Linked DNA regions of Mus musculus: region 2 is linked to region 1. The links are chromatin contacts, called in public HiChIP or PLAC-seq maps. All regions are on one chromosome and are shown on one strand. Each heading gives the region's core, a stretch centred on a gene start, on an enhancer-like site or on the middle of the called end of the contact. The rest is flanking DNA. Distances are from core to core; before and after follow the strand shown. Region 1 overlaps Masp1 (mannan-binding lectin serine peptidase 1). Region 2 holds the start of Sst (somatostatin).

Evidence for each region. HiChIP or PLAC-seq counts read pairs in DNA pulled down with a chosen protein or histone mark.
Region 2: a contact with region 1 is called in an H3K4me3 HiChIP or PLAC-seq map of embryonic basal ganglia, with 3 times the contacts expected there. The contact joins the promoter of Sst here to the enhancer-like site in region 1. A contact is called at or near these places in 15 of 39 promoter capture datasets (the 3T3-L1 cell line, the C10 cell line, the HPC-7 cell line and 10 more), 3 of 15 datasets of contacts at CTCF or cohesin (the NIH/3T3 cell line and large pre-B cells), 6 of 484 Hi-C or Micro-C datasets (the N1E-115 cell line, Sertoli cells, bone marrow-derived macrophages and 3 more), 21 of 115 datasets of contacts at active chromatin or transcription factors (the 230-238 cell line, the NIH/3T3 cell line, SST interneurons and 15 more) and 2 of 9 other capture datasets (adipose tissue and embryonic stem cells).

The regions. Positions count from the first base shown.
Region 1 is chr16:23,500,234-23,505,908 of GRCm38.p6, forward strand. The region is part of intron 2 of Masp1 (mannan-binding lectin serine peptidase 1); the gene reads right to left. Among named protein-coding and RNA genes, the nearest start is that of Masp1, 18 kb to the right of the region's middle. RefSeq lists an enhancer at 2,575-5,675. Within about 2 kb of position 4,113, at least 32 of the 459 cell types and tissues checked have an H3K27ac peak or open chromatin away from gene starts, as enhancers often do. A contact at or near this core is called in Sertoli cells, embryonic basal ganglia, embryonic forebrain and 2 more, where this site is marked.
Region 2 is chr16:23,886,980-23,892,669 of GRCm38.p6, forward strand. It overlaps Sst (somatostatin), which reads right to left and starts at 3,865. Exons shown (of 2, transcript NM_009215.1): 1 at 3,628-3,865; 2 at 2,602-2,962. The coding sequence starts at 3,765. The coding sequence ends at 2,750.

The DNA.
Region 1 (5,675 bases), core at 2,863-5,362:
GCTTTAGGAGAATGGCTTGGTCGTTTTCTCTGTTGCCCTCAAACTTTCCATTCCCAGCATTAACTCCCCTAAACTCTCCCTACAAATGGTGTGACCTCTAACATTCATGATCTTACATGCTCACAGTGACTCCAATTCAACTCTCCCAATTGAATGGTGGAATGTCAGAGGACAATGTCCTTTGACCTTGGTTTGGGGAACTGGCTCATATAATGAACTCTAGAATAATGGTAAGGAAACCACTATTGGACTCTTGCAAAAAAAAAAAAAAAAAAAAAAAAAAAAGGGTGTGAGCTCTGTAGTGGTGAATCAATTGGGAAACCAGCTTTGGTAGCATAAAACATTAACACAGTGGGCTGGTGCTCTGGCTAAGAAAATACCCACAGAGCACTCCATGTGGGCATGCTCTGTTGGCTGTGCACTACGTAGTTATTAAGAAGAAGCAAGTATCCACTAAGCTGTCAGAAATGTGATAACTTAGAGAGGGCGGGACTGGGCCTGGGAATTGTTCCTTCCACTAGAAAGAAAAAGTAGCTGCAAGATAAGGGTGAGGTCAAAGCTGCGTTGTTATGACCTGTGTGTTGAGCTCTGAAGGACTTGAGACAGCCTGGAACTTATCACACAAACCAGAAGTCAGATATGACTCTTACAGACTCTGAAGTGCTCTTCTAAGCACAAAAGACAACTCGAAAAACGACTCTGCTTGTCATTGTTTGCTGTTGTTTTCTATAAAGAACTATATTCTCACATCTAGAAGGCTCAAAAGAAACCATCAAGGGGGGTGTGCCAGCTTCAACTAGAAATGATGAGACAGATGACGAGAAATGAGATGAAATCTTGGGTTCAAGTGTGTTGAGAGCTCCTGGCTGCTAACTTGAGCTCTGTCTTGGGAGAAGGAAAGGATGTCTCTCAAGGTGAAGTTATGAAGCCAGAAGCAGAACCCAGGTGATCATCCAGAGCCACAGAGAGCATAGGGCGGGCTCTCTCCAGGGAACGTCCCTAAGTTCTTGAGCAGACAACACAGAGCTGATTGCTGTGCTATTTCTATTTTTCCCACTTCAGTGAGGGTTTTGCCGTGTTCATTTTAGTCTTACACCACAAGGAGAACCAGACACTGGGCATTGTGAGCCAAGTAACTTTCCCCATAGGTTCAGAGATCTATGGCAAAGAGTAGCTGCACAGAAGCCCCTACTGTGAGCGAGCATCTGTACATAGACACAGTTTAGATCACAGGACCCTGAACTTTGAGCCTGATCTCACAATGCACTTAGGCAACAGGGTTTGAAATGTGTTCAGTGCTTGGAAAAGGCATGAGTGATTTTGTTCTGAGACTGTGATATATTGTACCTGCAACTGGCTCTTCTATTCCTGTATGCAGAGCCTTCTGTCTCCTGACTTTGCTGCTCCTGGACTGAGCTGGTGACTTGTGCTGACAAAAGGACATTGCATGTTTGAAGGGATATGCCTTATCTAAACTCAGACTGCACAGTTTTGTAGCTATTGATTGCTTGTCACAGCTTTAGTAAAGCTCCCGAGGTTTCTGTTAAGCCCATGTGTGCAAAATCTACGTTTAGCAAGGAGCCCTGCTAAGGCAGTTTGGAAAGGACTCCTTGGTCCATGCTCCTAGGTACCTGATGTGTTTTCTTAGCCTCCACTGCTCTCCGGTGATGTTTCAGCACCCAGACCTGTCTTCAACAAACAGTTTATTAACTCAGATTAGCCACAATACCTACTAACCCTGATGTTTACAGCTAATTGTTTTTTTTCACCCTGTGAATTCCTATCTGCCTGGGCTATATTTGGAGCAGGGTGCAGACTCTAATACTAGAACTAGAAACAAGAGTGAAATTCCTGTGAACTTAGTAAACATTAGGGAGCCTATTTGGTGTCACACTAATAGAGAATTTGCAAAGACCTGGAAATATTCTTAGGAAATTTTTAGCAAGGAAACCCCCATTGCTGTAGTCCTTAGAAGGGAGTCATGTTTCTGAGTATAGCCTGCACGCTATTCTTTTAATGTTAGTCTTTTTTTTTTTGTTTGTTTTTGTTTTTGGTTTTTTTTGTTTGTTTGGTTAGTTTTTATTCTTTGAGACAAAGTTTCTTCTCTGTGTAGCCCTGGCTGTCCTGGATCTCACTCTGTAAACCAGCCTGGCCTTGAACTTCCAAAGACTCACCTGCCTCTGCCTCCATGTACTGGGATTAAAGGTATATACCACCACTGCTCAGCATAATATGTTTGTTTGTTAATAATCAACTCTTTTTACATGTGTGATCCTACTCTGAAGTTACCACGAGAAGAAGCCTAAGGAGGCCCTTTGAAGCATCAAAGTGATGTAGGGTAGAGATGCCTCTTCTACATGAGACTTCTAGAACATCTAGTTGACACTCATCATTTAACCACCACGTGGGTATGTGAGATCATTTTGTACATTTGAACTTCAGTGAACCTCTGACTCTAAGCTAGTCCAGGGAAGGACCATTCCACTCAAATTCCTGACCACAGAATTTTGAACAGATGGAATGATGCTATTTATGAGCAGCTGGAGTGGTTTATTACACAGTGAAAGAGAACTTGTGGGGACAAGGCTGTTAAAGGAGTGTTTGGGGACAATGATAAGTCTGACATTTGGGAGTGGACATCTCGAGTATGATAATTGAATAGATTCTTGGAGTCTTAAAGTCACCCAAGTCATCTTAAAGTTATCTTTAGCCTTGTCTAGACCCTTAACCATAAAAAAATGATCACCTCTACAGAAGCATCAGAGGAAATAAGAAACTTGGAACCTTCCAAGACTGATCAGAATATTGGAGATCACATTTACAAAGTTATTCCTTGGTCTTATACCTTGGTTGCATACATACATACATACATACACTGACTATGCATAATGAGAGTACAAAGTAGAAGGAATTAGTGTCAAACTACAGTAATTCTTCTTTGCTTTTAGACTTAAAAGGAAACTTGGGCTTAAAGATTCATTGACCTAATAAGCCAGACATGAATGACAAATATTTAATGTATTTCCCTTCATAGGCCGAGTATATATGAATCCAAATGGACACAAAAGTATAATGGGACATTTGATAAGAAGGGAACCACATTCATCTGCAGGGGCCAGGCCAGTGGATGATGCTCCTGTCTTGCTACTCTAGCAAGTGGCTTCACATTCCAGTTAAAGAGCATGGGTGGAAGCAAATTAAGTGTACCAGACACCAGACAAGAACCCAAGAGAGAACGGAGTGCACTGGCACTGAGCAATCTTTAAAAGGCTCTTGAAAGCCAGCCCCGTGAAATCAAAGAGCCAGAAGATGGAAGATTTCAGTTGACTTCAGATAGCTGTGCTGGGGTGGGGTGAGGGTTTCAGTGCGTTAGTCCTGGCCTACACCATGTGATCAACAGCCAGGAATGGCTGCTCATGAAGGCAGATCTCTGTGAATTCCAGGCCAGGCGTCATATGGTGAGTTCCAGGATGAGAGAGCTACAGAGTGAGACAACATTTTCTCAACAAATTAACAGCTTTCTAAATAAAAACAAATAAATAAGACGATGACTCATCTTTATTCCTGTGCAACATTTTTAAAGCTCTGGTTTACTTGTTTTTAATCATGAGCATGGAATGAGTGCAACTCACAGAGACATCACAGTTTCAAGGGGAGAGAGGTCATATGAATTCTGCAAAGGCTACACTGCCTATGTAGGAAACCTGATAAAATTTACATGTCTTGACTTCCAACTCTGGTCAAATAACTAGATCCAGGCAATTACATCAATGCTGAGTTGAAAAAGATAGTTGAAGTGAACACTTTTTATTTCCTAGGTGGGGAAACTGAGTCTGGTTTTAAGTTATATCATAATGGCCCAGGTGTACTGCTCTCCCCAGGATAGTGGTCTTATCTTACTTTCTTTTTTTCAGCTAACCACAGTAAAACCTTTTAACGGAGCTTGACAATACCACAAGAAGGTCCTGTCTCTGTGTAAAGGGCAGACACCATAAAGAATGAGGGGGCCTGAGAAAGAGCTCCTAGGTCCTGAGAGTCTGTAGCTGCTACTGGTGCCAGGAAGGATGGGGAACTAAAGAGATCAGCATGTGCAAGGAGAGAAGAAAGGACCAGCAGGGGAGGGGCCTGGCCCAGAGCCTGGGAAATGGCATCTAGGCATCCCGCAGGTGGGAGCCAGCAGAGCCCCACATCTAAGCTAGAGGAGGCTGCAGTGGGGCAGCAAGGAGGCTTCTGGTACTGTAGCTGGGGAGGAGAACCAGGATGGATTTACAATCCCTCTAGCTTGTGAACAGGCTCAGAATCCTGCATCCCACCTCTTCCAGGATTGGGGGCTGCTTGCTCATTCATATGCAAATCCCTTTAGTGTAGGGAGTCTGGGGCCCCACAGCTCAGTGTAGGAAAATAGCTTGGGGATGGGATAAAACAAAGGATGGTTGTGTTTGATAGCACAGGCTGCAAGGCTCAAGGTAAGTCCCTGTCTGGACTGGGGGAGGCAGGGATCAACCGCGCTTTGAGTAACATCCCTAACAGTGTGCAGGAATGTATGAGCCATTGTGTTCACTGCCACAGCTCGGAACCCTATCCCAACCAATTCTGTTTATTCCCTCCAACCCTTACATAGGAATCCTTCATGGGGACTGGAAATGCAGATCCACGGGCATTGTCACTTATTCTTGCTACTTTAATTCTGCCATGTTGTGCTGTAAATCCGGAAAAGCCTATTAGCTTACAAGAGCCAACTGTCAGCTTCTCTAGAATTGTGCTCAAATTGTTAAGCAGTCACACAACCATCTTTAATTGTTAAGTTCCCCCAAAATGACAATTAAGCAAACCATATTATAAATAAATAAATTCTATGAAAACTCATCATTTCCCACTTATTTTCACATTGTTCCACCATTGTTTCTGGGGTCTTCATGTCTTTTGTATTCAAAAGGGGAATGATGTGCCAAGATCCATCTCTTTTCCCTCCCTCCCATGCCTGCTGCTTTCCTTCATTTACAAATGCACACACATATCCTTGTCCCTAGGCCTCAGATTTCCAGAATATACAATCTGGATGTTAATATTGTTCTCCAAGAGTCAGGGCAAAGGAGAATCAGGTGTAGAAGCAGCTGTCCAAGTACTCTCATCCCCCACAGCTTTGTGCAGGGGCCCTATTCCCTTGCCTTCCTCTCTGGTCTCATCCCCCCACAGCATCTTGCAGGGGCCCTATTCCCTTGCCTTCCTCCCTGGTCTTATCTGTACCTTCTTTCCATGCCCCATTTCTAACTCCTTCTTCATACACAGCACACATTTCCCTTCCTGGGTCTTTGTGCTGTCTGTTCCCTCTTCGTGGGATGCTTTCTCTCCAGGAAACACAAGACTAAGATCTTTCTTATCTTTGCTCAAATAGTCCCTTCGTAACGAGTCTTCCCTGCCTGCCATATTTCCACACTACCCCTATTCTGCCTCTATTTTGTTTCTTTGCTCATCTGCTCATTACTCAATAGGTAAAATACAGGAGTCTTGACCCAGTACCTTAAAATTGTAGCTGCACAGCATTCCCTGATTGAACACCTTTTCCCGCTTTTTCTCTTCTGCTCTAAGGAAAGTTTAAGTTCTACCTTTTCAACAGGCAGTTTCCTGTGGACACACAAGAACATGGATGTGCACCCTGTCCACCGTGCCCCAGA
Region 2 (5,690 bases), core at 2,615-5,114, 390 kb after region 1:
CCCCCACAATGGATGACTCACAACTACCTGTAACTACAGCTGCAGGCATATCCAACACTTTTGGCCTCTGCAGGCCTCAGCAAAAATGCACACACAGACACACACAGAGACACACACAGACACACACACAAACACACACACCCCATTCAAAATAAAATGCATTTTAAGAAGCAACCCTGTACGAGACATTGCTTGAACATATGCTTGCCCAAAAAGAAGTTCATCTGTGAATGGCAACTCTCCTCCACACACATAAAACTGTAGAAAACAGTAGAAGAAACTATGTCAGCAGCATGGCAGAGATGCATTAAGCAATCAGAGAAGGCGCTTTTCGATTGACAGCACAGAGCAAGAAATTTATGAGGCAAGAAGCATATAAAATGGGCTTTAAAGGCCGCCTCGGGTCTGGATCATGGAAACAGGGAAAAACAAAGACCCTTGTCTTAGCCACGGCTAGAAAATACATCACATGGCAATACAATTTTAACGCTAGCATTAACAGTAGCTGGGGCTCATCTGATCCTAAGAACATTAAAGGCTTGGTAAAGCAGAGCCTCAGCATGCTGGGGGGGGGGGGGAGCGTGGGGGTTCGTTGGCATGCGTGTTCTTCCGATGGGGAAGCTAAGATTCAGAAAATAACAATGTTTGCCCACACTCACTCTCTGAAAGGTACTGCAGGTCCTTCAGGAGTGCTGAGGATTGAGAGAGGGAGGAAGGGGGTATCTGAGAGGGCATTTTATTTTGTTTTGTGTTTTGTGGCTAGATGATAAGCAACCAAAAGACTGGGGTGATCTTCCAGAAGAAGAGCTTGAAAAGTAAAAGGCCTCAATATGTTTAAATAAAGTGAAACAGGATGATAATCTTCTTTACGTACTTTTCTTTCTCACTAACTTCTAGGTTAGCATTGAAAGCAATGGTTTCATTAATGGATTTTCACACGGATGTGTCAATCTAAGGACTCACCAGGTGCCTCTGTCACTATCAGGGTATAAAACATCAGGGAAAGCCAGAAGGGATGTGAGTCTCCTTTATTTACAACACCATCTCCTTATAGAGCTGGGGCTGAAAGACAGGCACTGATGTTCAAGAGCCTTATGGCATTGAAACATTCAGGAGCCTGTTTGTGTACAGGCACACATCTGTGTAATTCTTGCCAATTCCCAGGCTGCTGTTAGGAACTGACAATGAATGATGATACTGAAAACATGAAGTCTCCTCTCTCGCTCATACAGTTCATTTGCTAACCAGAAAACAGTGCCCCTGCGTTCTTTTACATAATAAAGCGATCTCATCTTTCTACAGTTTACTGGCAGCCAAGGTGTAAAAGGCAGTCAGCATAGATGTATTCTTTTAAATGGACACGCACTGATGACCCCTGAATACCCGCCACGGAAGACGACCCCAACCTCCCAAGTGTATTTGTTTCCATAGAGATTAATACAACAGACGGATGGGTACTCTCCCATCTTTTTCATCAGCTTCTCAGGAATTAGCATCCACAAAACCACATTCTTATTTAAAATGTGCTTTATTAGGCACAAATATTTCCTAAAAAACGTGAAGTTCTTCTTTGGTCTTTATTTGTTCCTTTAGTAAATTTTTACTATTCTTTTTATACTCAATTTTTATTTGGTTTGTTATACCAACCACTGAGAGATAAAACACATGTTCCCTAGAGATGTCTATTCCAGTGCTCTATGAGTTAAGTTAGCAATATCTTAATCTTCATCTTGATCAGTCCCGTTTAATATGCTGTTTAATGATAATTATAGATGTAATGTATTGATCATTTATTGTTGGGATTTTGCTTTTTTACCTGACTCCTATGTTGCTAAAACCTAAAAGGCTTGAGATGTCTCCTCCAGTGATTCTGTGGGAAGGGTTTCAGGCATCGATACCTCCAGTGCACTGAAGCATCTGGCAGAGACCCCCACACATGTTTCTTGTGACCCAGAATTTCTATGCTTCAATTTTATAACAAAGGGGATAACCTCCCCTATGAAAACAAGGAGTGTGCTTTTACAATGGAGGCAGCCTTTTTGTCTTTTCCAAGATACAGAGGAAATCATCAAAGAAGATATAAAACCAATGGTGTTTCTAGAGGTAAATGTTCACAAACAAACAAAAAACCAAACCAAAACAAAATTTAAAAGCTGAAAGTTTGTTTCACCTCTTTAAACCAAGTTCTTTCCCACTTTTTTGATTATTTTCTTTCCATTTTAAATATGTTTTATGTTTTGTGAATCAGCATAGTACAGTGTTAAGCGCTTCAGCCTGACTGCCCATAAATTCTAAAACACATTTTGGTAATCCTACAGCTATTCCCAAATGTCTTTAACATGCAAAGGATGTTTATGGCAGCTGTTCCCAATAGCCATCATTCGGATACATGGTTCAATTTATAGACATTCAAAGTTATTCAAGTTTTAAAGGAACAGTCATTTTTAAAGTCTAACTTTTATTACCGCAGGGAATTTTCAATACACCTTTGTGTATGTGGGTATGTACACCTAAAATATGTTTACGGAAACCACAACCCATGCTCATCATGTATTTCTGAACAAAACAATTTACTCAATAAGAAGTCAAACGCTTGCTCTTCATAATCTCACCATAATTTTATTTTGTATTTACAGTCTTCAATTTCTAATGCAGGGTCAAGTTGAGCATCGGGGGCCAGGAGTTAAGGAAGAGATATGGGGTTTGGGGGAGAGGGATCAGAGGTCTGGCTAGGACAACAATATTAAAGCTAACAGGATGTGAATGTCTTCCAGAAGAAGTTCTTGCAGCCAGCTTTGCGTTCCCGGGGTGCCATTGCTGGGTTCGAGTTGGCAGACCTCTGCAGCTCCAGCCTCATCTCGTCCTGCTCAGCTGCCTGGGGCAAATCCTCGGGCTCCAGGGCATCATTCTCTGTCTGGTTGGGCTCGGACAGCAGCTCTGCCAAGAAGTACTTGGCCAGTTCCTGGATAGGGCAGTGAGAAGAACAAAAGGGAGGAATGGGAGAGGGGGGAAAATGTGGTTTGAAAGTAAGATTTAATCACTCAAAACCCAGTTTTCACAATCATATGGGTGATTGCTGTATGTATTCATTAGATTATGCAGGAGAAAAAAAGCTTCCCCAAACGCAAGTCTTTCAGAAAGTGCTCTGCCTTAAAACACAGAGAAATCACAGATGATTAAGAAGTCGTTTATAACTACATAGAATGCCAATAGTTTGCGCAGCTCCATTTTCCTGTGATGAGATATGAAGTGGAGCTGAGTTCTTGCCAGATTTTTTGAAAGGTAAAAGCAAACCTTCCCATAAACTGAAGAGCCTCTTGCCCCAGAATCGTTTTGTGAACAAACATTGCGTTTCAGCACCGGGGTCAGCAACCCTCTTGCCAGCACCAGGGATAGAGCCCAGTCTCTCCTACCTGCTTTCTGAATTTTCTTGAAAGCCAGGGAGGAACTTACCTGCAAGGTGACCACCTGCGCTGATCAATTCTGAAAAGAGTAAGAGGGGACCCTAACTTCAAAAGTTTCCCTGGGAGCTTAGGGGCTGAGCGACTCTGAGAAGCGCCCGCTAAACACCTGTCGCAGGGGCTGCAGCAGGAAGGCTGGGGGATTCGTAAGGGGGACAGTCCTTACCTGTTTCCCGGTGGCAGCCGCCAGAGACTTCTGCAGAAACTGACGGAGTCTGGGGTCCGAGGGCGCGCCGGTGACACCGCCCAAAGCCAGGACGATGCAGAGCGCAGCCAGGGCGCACTGGAGACGGCAGGACAGCATCTTCCTTGCCTCAGGCAGCCAAGCTGGAGCGCGGTGGGTCAGTCTAGTCGCAGGTCCTCAGGCAGCAGCGACGGCTTCGGTAGCGTCTCCTTCAGCCGCTATGGAGCTCTCCACGGTCTCCCCTTTTTAAACTCTCTCTCTGACGTCAGCCAAGGAGGCGCCCCCAGATCTCACCAGTGCTTTTACGCACCATTAGCCTCGCAAAATCAATCACAGAAGTGAGGGGAGGCGACACGATCTAAAGTGGTTTATTTTTTTAAAAAAAAGAAAAAGAAAGCCTGCACCCACGCAGGCACATGAAATTCTCCATGCCACAGAGACCAAACAATCTTACCTTCACTCAGTGCTGACATGCCGCTCCCATATTTCAGCCACATAGGAGCACACTTAATTACACAGAGATCACTCAGTCCTTGGTTAGCAATACATCATCACACTCAGTTGGGTACCTGTCAATGTACCCAGATTACTGGACTTGCATTCACCTTTAACTTTTTGTATGGCGAGTGAGACTTAGAGCGATCTGTCTAGGAAACAATCTCAGAATGAATTTGCAATTAAGAGGACTGAACTATATTCTCTCCCTCCATCTCTTAAAGCCTTGTAGGAAAAAAGGGATGAAATTGAGCTGTAAAGGAACCTCACTTTGTCCAAGCGGCCTATCTTTATATTTTAACAAAAGAAAACCACTGGAGAGACAGATAGACAGACAGACAGACACACACACACACACACAGGAGGGAGGGGGAGAAAGAAAGCCTACATTTGGCACCTGGAAACAGCCCTGGGAATCAGTCTCAGAAATCATCTAACAAGCCTCAGAACTTGAACCAAGAAAGCTTAAGGGACTGGCAGATCATTTCTCTGTACAGTTGGAAGAGCAGAGGCATCTAGACTCTAAGGCCAGGGTTCTTGTGCACTGCTGTGTGTGTTCTGACAGATTCCTGAGCGGCTAGGTTAGGAATCTCCAGGATGGGCACACATTAAGGCAGTGTGTAGCCATTGTATATCTATGTGAGTAACGAATCAACAGACTGTCTAGGCCTCTCTTCTACTGCAGAGGGAGTTTAAGGAAGTCTATTAGTTCATCAAATTGAGTGTTTGCATCTGGTTGCCAGCTAAGGCTGCCGCTTTCAAAGTAACTGCTCATTAAGGAAATGCCAGCTCCATTCCTGGCATAGAACAGGTAATCTCCACAGGCAATTCAAGGACTAACATCTTAGGGTAGTCAGAGAAGCCAACAGTAGAGGTTTTTTTAAATGCACAGCTTCAGAAGTCAGGTGACGCAGAGGGTTTGCACAATGCTGATGTCTACCACGCACTATGAATTAGGTGCATTCTGACACCATTCTCAACACTTGCACCTAAAAAACGAAGTGGACAGGTAAGAGGGGTTAGTCAGTATCTTGAAACAGCTTGAGATAACATTTCCTTTTGTATCTGTAAGCCAAGGCAGAGAGGGTAAGAAGTGCCAAAGCTTCCAGGCAGGGGGAGCACAGAACAACGCATTAAACTGAAACTGGCTCCTGTGTTGGAAAAGTCAGTAAGAGCGGTGAATCTAGAGCTATGGAACCCAAACCCAGAAAAATAAGTCTTGTCCCTGTGCATACTCAGATCTTTGCAGGCTTCAGGCTGGGGTCTCAGAGGCCACATCGGTCACCTGTCCTGTGGCATCTTCAAGGGACCTCCTATCTCTCCTACTGGGGAACCTGGCCCTTGGCAGACACACAAAATAGAAAAATGAAAACCAAAGGAGAAACACAAGCAGTGCGTGGGCATCTTGCTTTTCTGCTTCCCTCCCTTCCCAGAGCTCTGTGCCTGCCCTTGTCCAATCTTACCCATTCTCTCTACCTCTAATCATCTCTCTTTCTCTTATACTCCTCTAACATTCTATGTCAGGTATTTCTCACTCCATCCTTGTCTAC